Regions from separate parts of the Mus musculus genome. Here region 2 is linked to region 1. Evidence: chromatin contacts called from public Hi-C data. All regions are on one chromosome and are shown on one strand. The core of a region is the stretch at or near the end of the contact, and the rest is flanking DNA. Distances in the headings are between cores, read along the strand shown.

Region 1 (4,286 bases), core at 1,214-3,713:
GTGTCTCCCTTCTCCTATACCTAGGATACTTTGCTTAGCTAAAGGCACTGCCCTTCCTGGGCTGGGTCTTCCCACCTCAATTAAAGGCAATCAAGACATTCCTGAACAGATATCCCCACAGGGCAATTGGCTCTAGATAATTCCTCAGTGAAGCATCAGTCAACAGACTAGCTACAACAGCCAGCATGCCTGTTTATTTAGTCTTAATAGTCCTTTACAAATCTTTGCGGTTACAAAACTATTTCAAATTTCTTAATGTTTCAGTGAAAGAGCATATTACAAAACCCAATGCAGTAGCTGTTACTAGGTGTCCACTTCAGCAGCACTGAGTGCATCCAGAGGGCTGTAAGAATATCACCACCACCCATTTCTAGCCCTTGCCATCACCACAAACTGAAAAGCTGTTTCTATTGCACAACCACTCTCGACTTGTCCTTTCCCCAGCCCTGGGAAAGCCTATTGCCTTTATCTGAGTTAGCCTGTTCCATGTATCTCATAGGTGAAATGTTTATCACAGTTTCCATTGTGCCTGGCTTAATTTACCCAGGGATGCTTTTGTACGCCATCCATATTGTGATTCATGTCCACAGACTCAGAGTTTCAGACACATGGAAGAAGGACGAAGGCTTCCACAAGTCCAAGTGTGGTTGTTGATGGTGTGTGCAGAAAATGACCACCACAGCTTTCTTCTTGATATTTACAGCCTGAAGACGACTCCCCCACAGAGACTGTTTCTTCCCAGAACAAACCTGTCTCCTCCATCCAGCCGTATATCATAACCCTTGCCTGCTTGTTCATCTGTATGAAATACAGCTTCTTGTCCAGCTCTATGCGATAGCTCTGCCTCTCTGTTCAATCTATAGAGAAAGCATGCTGAGCTTCTGCAGTAATGTGGTCACGCCAGCAGAGAGCACCGACCATCTAATCCCAGTTTTTCTGCATCTGTCTGTCTGTCTGTCTGTCATCTGTCTCTCTGTTTGTCTGTCTTTTCATCTTTTCTTTATTCCTTCACTTTCCCCATTGGGTCTGTCCTTGGAGCTGTGCTGGATGTGACACTTCCTTACTTGAGTTATTTTGTAAGCAGTTAGTGTGATCTCAAACTCCCAAGGACACATCTCCCATCCCAGGAACCTCCCCTAGGGCTTTAAGGCTCTGGGGTGAGTCTCCAGCTGGGGACCATCTCTGCCCTTTGTCTGCCCAGGATTCAATGGCATCTTTTGCCTCATGTCCACATCTGGAGATTCTTCTGAATGTGTAACGTCCTATAGAGATCCCCCCTACAGCAATGAGAGAGACCTTCTGAGGGGCCCCCCTGTGACGCCACAAAAAGAGGAGGCATTTTGCTGCTGCTATTGTTTATCTGCAAGGCACAGGGTTCCACTGGGTAGCACAGAAAATCCAACTTGCTCCCAGGTTTATTCTAGCCATTTCAATCCAGCCATGCTGCCTGCCATTTTAGTGGCTTGATGTTTTAAATAAGGCTACTCCACTCTATTGTTTATAAGCTATAAGGACTGAAGTCATGCTTATCCAGCCCATGCTGTCTTGTAAGGTCTGCATAGCTGCTTGGGATGAAGTCCACTGTTCATTCATAAAAAAAGTTAAGGGAATTCCACTGACTTCCCAGTTATCTTTGTATCCAGTTCTCTTAAGAAAGTACAAGGGAAATTATCATCATGCTCTTGACTTCTTAGATTAAAACCTTGGAACAGACCAAAGCCATTGAAGATTTAAATCAATCCCGAGACGAGCTGGAGAAGATGAAGGAGAATGCAGAGAAAAAGCTCATGTTGGTCATGTCTGAGCTGGAAAACACAGAGCAGGAGGCTCGAGCACACCAGGAAAGAAGCAGAGCCATGATAGAGTTGGCCAGCCTTGAACTGAAGACCCTGAGGAAGTCTTTGGATGAAGCGGAGAGGAGAGGAATGCAGGTAGATATAAATCTTCAGGACAGGACAGGATGGTTGAAAAGCTATATGCATAGTCATACTTAAAGCTTTGGACTGCTTTGCGAACTTGTATGCCATCCGTGTGCAGGACCATGCTTAGCTCCCGTGTGGCCTTCTAATTTTGCATGTGTGCCTCTAAAGAAAGCATTAGTCATACATTTCTTCCAACACAATGTGTAGCGGTTTCTATATCATCTCAACATATCTGCCCACTCCCCAGCATCTTTTTGGCAAGCCAATAATCATTATGAGTTTCTTGGCCAAGAAGAGCAGTTCATGCTTCATGGCATAGACTATAAGAAAGAAACAAAAACTAATGCTCTTATCAAAGCATTAGAAAGCTAGTGTGAATCCTCGTCTGGGGGTGATGAGATGCTTCCAACTGCATTTGATAATTGTCTGGAGATTGCCTCATCACATTTAATGTTAAGCAGGCCTTGGAGCTCAGAGAAGCCGTATCTCCCACAGAGATCAGTTGCAGGAAAACAGCCTCCAATCTCCAACAGTGGCACAGACTTCATGGTTGACCAAGCACAGATGTAAGCCATAAAAAAAGTACACGCTGGCTGGCTGGCTGGCTGGTTACAAGGAGAATCTTATCTCATGAGCACATCAGGTCAAACATAAAGAACTCTGTCCCGGGCAGTCTGACCCCTACTGCTTTTGACTAGTGTGTCACTTTCTGAAGCTGAAAAGGGCAGAGAACGGTCTCTGGTCCTAGGGATTTTTTTTTTCTTTCCTCCACTCTGCTTTGGCTCATGTGTCAGGCAGAGCTGGGAAGAGCCAAGCTCTAAGGGCAAGCGTTCTCAGGAAGAAAACATCTCAGGAATTGTGAGTTTTGGCCATATTCAAGAGAGTGGGAAACTCTGAGGGAAGCGCTTGCATTTGGGAGACTAGACTGGTACCTTATTCTATTTGGGTGCTTGAGCAAAGTGTAGGAATCAGGGCAGCTCATAATAAGCAGGGCAGTTATTTCTCTTAGGTCTATAGGTTTGAGAGTCAAGTTTACATATGATGTCTTCCCAAACCCTCAAATGGTAAAAGCTGTGGTTATCCGTTGATAAGGATACCAATTTTGTCTTAGAGAAGCCAACATCATAATCTCAACCAAGCCTAATTAGCTCATAAAGCCAGTACCATCCCACCGAGGATGATGCTTCCATATACACTTTGAAGGTGTGGTGTGCAAATAAGAACCTCTCATCTCCCACGCTGGACCATTCATGGGAAGGAAATTGGAGATAAATGAACATGGGGTTGGCGTGTTTGGATGGTGTTCTTCTGATGGCACTCCGTCTGCAGGCTGCACTCTTGATGTGCATGCCATCTTTTCTGAAATAGAAGATATTTAGTGAGGGCTTACCTAAATACCCCTGTTTTGTCTATGGTAACCTAGGGCAATGGAAACCACCCTGGGAGGACGTGAAGAGAGGCAATATATCGGGGGTTGGCCTGGTGATGCTAGGTACTCAAAGGCTAAATATAGCAACCCCCAGAATAAGATTTACTACAACAGTGGGGCCCATTATAACCATTGCCCCTGGCTTCTACTTTCCCTTTACCATACACCTAGTAGCTTCAGATCAGCCCAGTGTTAGAACCACACACTGAGGCAGCAGTCTTTGGTTTAAGAAGGACCGAGAAGCCCTCCTGTTTTCAAAAGCTTACTCCTTGTCTTGAGTTTCAGAACCCCATTTCCCTGTTAATGTCTCAAATGCAGAAATGTTTCTCCACTCACATCAACATTTGTAGAGTCCCTTGTCAGGCCACAGAGCGTGTTCTCAGTTAATCGTTTTGCTCATCCAGGATTTCTGAACAGACTTAGTGAGGTCAGAGTCTCAGAAACGATTGTCTCTTGTGTGTGTGTGTGTGTCGGGGGTCTCGTCTCAGTAGCAAATGCACACATTGACTCGCAAGAGATTATGAAAATTCTGAGGCTTGGGGAACCTGCAGGGATTTTAGAGATCATTTAGCAGGCAAGCCTACTTATTCATAATTTAGAGAACTCAGGGTAGAGTGGGTCATTTGCCTACCTCATGCAAATCTAAGGGTTCCTTTCTTGCTATTGTTGTTGCACTTGACCCAGCAATGGTGGTGTGTTTTTGTTTTTTCTTTCCCAGCTAATGTGTCTCTGCTTGCTATTGCAGCTGGCAGACTTCAGAGAGGTGGTTTCCAGTATGCTGGGCTTGAACATGACCTCTCACGATCCTCCCGACTATGAGATCATCAAGTGTCTGGAAAGACTGCTCCATTCACACCGCCACCACCACCACCACCACTTTGTTCCCTGTGCCTGCCTCCAAGACATGGCTGCTGAGCAAGGCAGCTGCTCACACT
Region 2 (4,286 bases), core at 755-3,254, 560 kb after region 1:
GTACATGAAATAAGGACGGAGAGGGTGGGGTGCTCATGGGAAGAGCTCCGGAAATTAATTTGCTTTCTTGGCTATGCTTTTTCCTCAACATAAAGGGAAAAATGTTGAAATCAACTGGGATACTATCTGATGGGCCACAGGACAAGGAAAGTGCTGCCTCAGATGTGAGGTCCAGGCCACAGGTTTGAGTGAGTGCAGGGCTGTCCTAAAGAGCCATAAAATAGACCGGAAGATGAGGGTAGGTGATTGGTGGGCAGTTTTGCATAGCCCATTTCTTCTCTGCATTGTTGATTGTTTTTCACAAGGCAATATTCCAGTGACAGAAATGCCTAACTGATGACGATATGGTAAGTTGTTCCCAGACCTTCGTAGTGATTTATAGAAATGCATAAAATAAAATAGATTTAAAGCCATGTCAAAGATAATATGGGGCTAAAGGGGAAAGCTGCTCTGGAGTAGAGCCCACAGATGGTAGGAGCTGTCAGACATTTCTTTCCCGTGATAGTATCCACTCCCCACAGTCCTTACTCACTTCCCCACTCCATGGCCCTATTCTTTTCCAAAATAGTCCCCTTTCTATGTACACAATGCGTGTGTGAATGTGTGTGTGTAAGTGCATGTATATGTATGTGTATGTGAATGTGTGTAAGTGCATGTATATGTATATGTGAATGTGTGTAAGTACATATATGTGTATATGTGTGTAAATGTGTGTGTGTAAATGCATGTATGTGTGTGTAAATGCATGTATGTGTGTGTAAATGCATGTATGTGTATGTGAATGTGTGTATGTGTAAGTACATGTATGTGTATGTATGTGTACATGTTGTGGATCCATGTGTGTAGGTATGCATGCTTGTGCATCAGCATGTGGTATGTGTGTGTATATAGCCATGTGCATATGAGCATGTGAGCATAAGTGCACGCATGTCTGTCTGTTTGCCCCACAGTGGATAAGTAAGCATTCAGACACCAATGTGTCAGGGATCCACATGACCTTACATAGAGAGGCATAGTGCACATTGTAGCACTTACCGTTCCTATTGGAAGATTCAACACACTCTTGAGTCCATTATCAAATGTCTTTACCTTTTACTGACAGAGACTGAGGCACACAAGGGAAAGTTATAGTATGTTAGGAGGAGGGAGCCGACAATCCAAAGTTTCTGCATGCAGGGCATGCCTACTATGCTCAATAGTGAGACCAGTGTGGCTAAGCAAAAAGACCTTGCAGGGCAGCAGCAGGAAACAGAACCAGAGCGACAGTGGGAAGCCTGGCCAGCACGCAGCTCTTATTCCATTCTTTATGGAGCAGAAGCAACTGTGGGATTTTCGGCATGGCAACGCCATGATTTGACTTCATTCTGACTGGCTCTTCTGAGATGGGGACTGCTAAGGAGATCATGAAAATCATCCAAGCAGGAAATGAAAGGGGCATAAATCAGGGTGCCTGCAGAGGAGGAGGCTGGATTCTGTCTGTTCTGAGAGTGTATCTGCCAACATTTTCTGATGAGCTTGGTGTAAGTATTAGAGAAAGAAAGAAAGGAAGGAAAAGTGGCTTTGAAGGTTGCCTGTACAAGCAGTTGCGGCATGGCAGAGTTCCCGGTAACTGAGTAGGTTTGTGGGGCGGGAACCGTGCCTTACTTTAGGCAGAGGAGTTTGAAATGCCCTTTGGTCACACACAAAGATATCTCTACTAATCTCATGTATCTCTTTCTGTCTCGGTTTAGAACTCTGGGAGAGGCTAAGTGTGTGGATAGGCTCATTGGAGAACAACTGTACCTCGAAAGTTTGCTCTCACTATGAGGATGGGTGCACTTAAAGAGAGTGATATATATAATACCGCTTACTACAGGAAACACTAGAAATTGAAAGATTAATCAAACAGACTCAACAGTGCCAAGAGGTGATGTAGAGATTTGATAATTATTTACTCAGTGACTTTCGGCAAACATCCACTCCCAGTTTCAGAGAGCTGGGAGTTGAGTGTCAGGAGCAGGCTTACCGTGCGGTCTAAACTGATCCAGGTCTGCCTGAGTTCTTGCAGTGTGCTCATGACACTGCCAGAGACCTCCTCCCTCTTGTTCTGAATCAATGCGAGGCCATTCTGCTCAATTTTCTCTACCTCCTTTTCTTTTGCTTTAATCAAATCTTCCAGTTCCTGAAAGATTAAAAAATATATATAGTTATTTTAAATTGTTCTATTATGGAACTCTAGGGTGCACTGAAATTGAGTCATTATAGTTTCGTGTGCTAAAACCCCATACTAATCCAAAAAGATGACAATTCTCAAGAGAGGGTCTGCACAGTGATGCTTCTCCCTATACTTAAATGTTAAAAAAAAAAAAAAGAGGTCCTTTTATCCATAGTAAATTAGCATACCCTGAAAAATATAAAAACTGGTTATCCCGCAGATAAAGAAATGTCATTATATATCTTTTTCAAAAAGCTGTAAGGAGTGAAATACATATCCAAAATTGCAATATGATTATATCCTTAAACCCAAACGTCATTTTTCCAAAAATCACATGGCCTAGCCTGTGACAGGTGGCACCTGAGAGTCAGACATGGTTTTGCTGCTCTTTGGCTGTGTCACTCTGAGAAAGTGAGAAACTTTTAATAATTGTCAATTTCTTCAAATGGGAAAGATGGAAAAGAATAAGTATTATCTTCTCTTTTTCCAATGCTCTGATTCTATGTGATTCTGAAAGACTACAGGCTTCTTCGTGTCTGAAATTCTCATTTTCTTTAGACGGCACTTTTGTAACTGCGAGAATAAAATGTTCACAAAAGAAAAGTAAGTCGGCCAAAGGCTCAGAGCTCCTCCTGAGACCATACAGTATAGAGGGTCTGGGGCCACAGCTCCACGCTTAAGAACACTGTCTGCTCTTCCAGAAGACTCAAGTTCAACTCTCAGCACCCACATTGTGGTTCACAACAGTCTGTAACTCCTTGTCTGATGCCTCCTCTAGCCTTCATTAATAGCACCAGGCACACACATAGCATACAGATATGCACACAAACAAAACATTCAGACAGTTTTTAAAAGTTTATTTACCCAGCAAGTCCCAGGGATTCTCCTGTCTCTACCTCTCCACTGATGGGATTCTAGACAGCATCACACCCGCCTTTTATGTGGATGCTGGAGATCCAAGCCCAGGCCCTAATGCTTGTATAACAATTTACCAGCTCAATGATTCAAATATGGATAAAAAAATTGTAGTTGAGTAGCTGTTGGTCAAGTGTTTATGTATTATGCTTCTCTTGAAATTGTTATTATTCCCTTTATTTTTATTTCTGCTATGACCCAGCTGTTTTTTTACGATAAGATTTCAAGCATACCATTGGCCTCGAACTCACCACGTAGCCACAGATAACATACCTTTCTGATCCTTCCTGATCTACGTCCTAAACTTTGGGATTACAAACTAGCAGCACAAATTCCAACGTATGAGGTCCTGGGAATCAAACTTGGGGCTTTGTACGTGCTAAGAAAGTCCTTCTTTAACTGACCTCCACTCCAGCCCTCAGACGTCTCCCCTCTCTCTCTCTCTCTCTCTCTCTCTCTCTCTCTCTCTCTCTCTCTCTCTCTCTCTCTCATTTATAAAATAGGGCTAATAATATATCTTATGCTTGTCCCAAAGGAATAAAATTAATATATATATATGAAATATTCTTTAAACTGTCAAAACTAGATATATCATATTCAGCGTGGTAATCTGCCATGCTGCCAAGAGATTCTGCTTTTCCATCATGAATTATCATGGAGCTAATTTTGCCGTAGTGCATTAATCAGAAATTCATTTATTTGTTAGCTTAAGGAAATGATTGTTGTTTTATGTCATTCTCTCATTTCTTCTTTTGTCACTATTTTTGTGATTCCTTGAAAAGAATCTAGTGATTACTGAGGTACCAGTTTCTTTATTCAGTATAGAAAACACAATTAACTCTACAGTTTAAGATATTTCTGAATGTTGCCTAAGGGATAAATAACCATGGGTGGTCATCTCAATTCATACTTAATGTGTAGTATAATATATGTATATATATATATATATATGTATATATATGTGTATATATATATATATATGTGTGTGTGTGTGTGTGTGCATATATATATATGTGTGTGTATATGTGTATATATATATTTACTTATACTTTAGTATAGAATAGTGAATCCCACAGTAATCCTTCCTATAAGATCCTAAATCTAACCATTAGAATTAAATACATCTTCATTCACCCACAGTGGTAAACAGATGAGGTGTGGCTTACACATCTCATAA

Evidence for each region. A called contact is a pair of places that touch in the nucleus more often than the background predicts.
Region 2: a contact with region 1 is called in a Hi-C map of uterus, with 2.9 times the contacts expected there. The contact joins two enhancer-like sites. A contact is called at or near these places in 1 of 15 datasets of contacts at CTCF or cohesin (the NIH/3T3 cell line), 1 of 484 Hi-C or Micro-C datasets (uterus) and 4 of 115 datasets of contacts at active chromatin or transcription factors (the NIH/3T3 cell line, bone marrow-derived dendritic cells, differentiating embryonic stem cells and 1 more).

The regions. Positions count from the first base shown.
Region 1 is chr10:4,556,803-4,561,088 of GRCm38.p6, forward strand. It overlaps Ccdc170 (coiled-coil domain containing 170), which reads left to right. Exons shown (of 11, transcript NM_001370992.1): 10 at 1,695-1,931; 11 at 4,097-4,286. Among named protein-coding and RNA genes, the nearest start is that of Gm22739, 75 kb to the left of the region's middle. Within about 2 kb of position 2,464, at least 12 of the 459 cell types and tissues checked have an H3K27ac peak or open chromatin away from gene starts, as enhancers often do. A contact at or near this core is called in uterus, where this site is marked.
Region 2 is chr10:5,114,962-5,119,247 of GRCm38.p6, forward strand. It overlaps Syne1 (spectrin repeat containing, nuclear envelope 1), which reads right to left. Exons shown (of 146, transcript NM_001347711.1): 115 at 2,006-2,161. Among named protein-coding and RNA genes, the nearest start is that of Gm51757, 210 kb to the right of the region's middle. Within about 2 kb of position 2,005, at least 16 of the 459 cell types and tissues checked have an H3K27ac peak or open chromatin away from gene starts, as enhancers often do. A contact at or near this core is called in uterus, where this site is marked.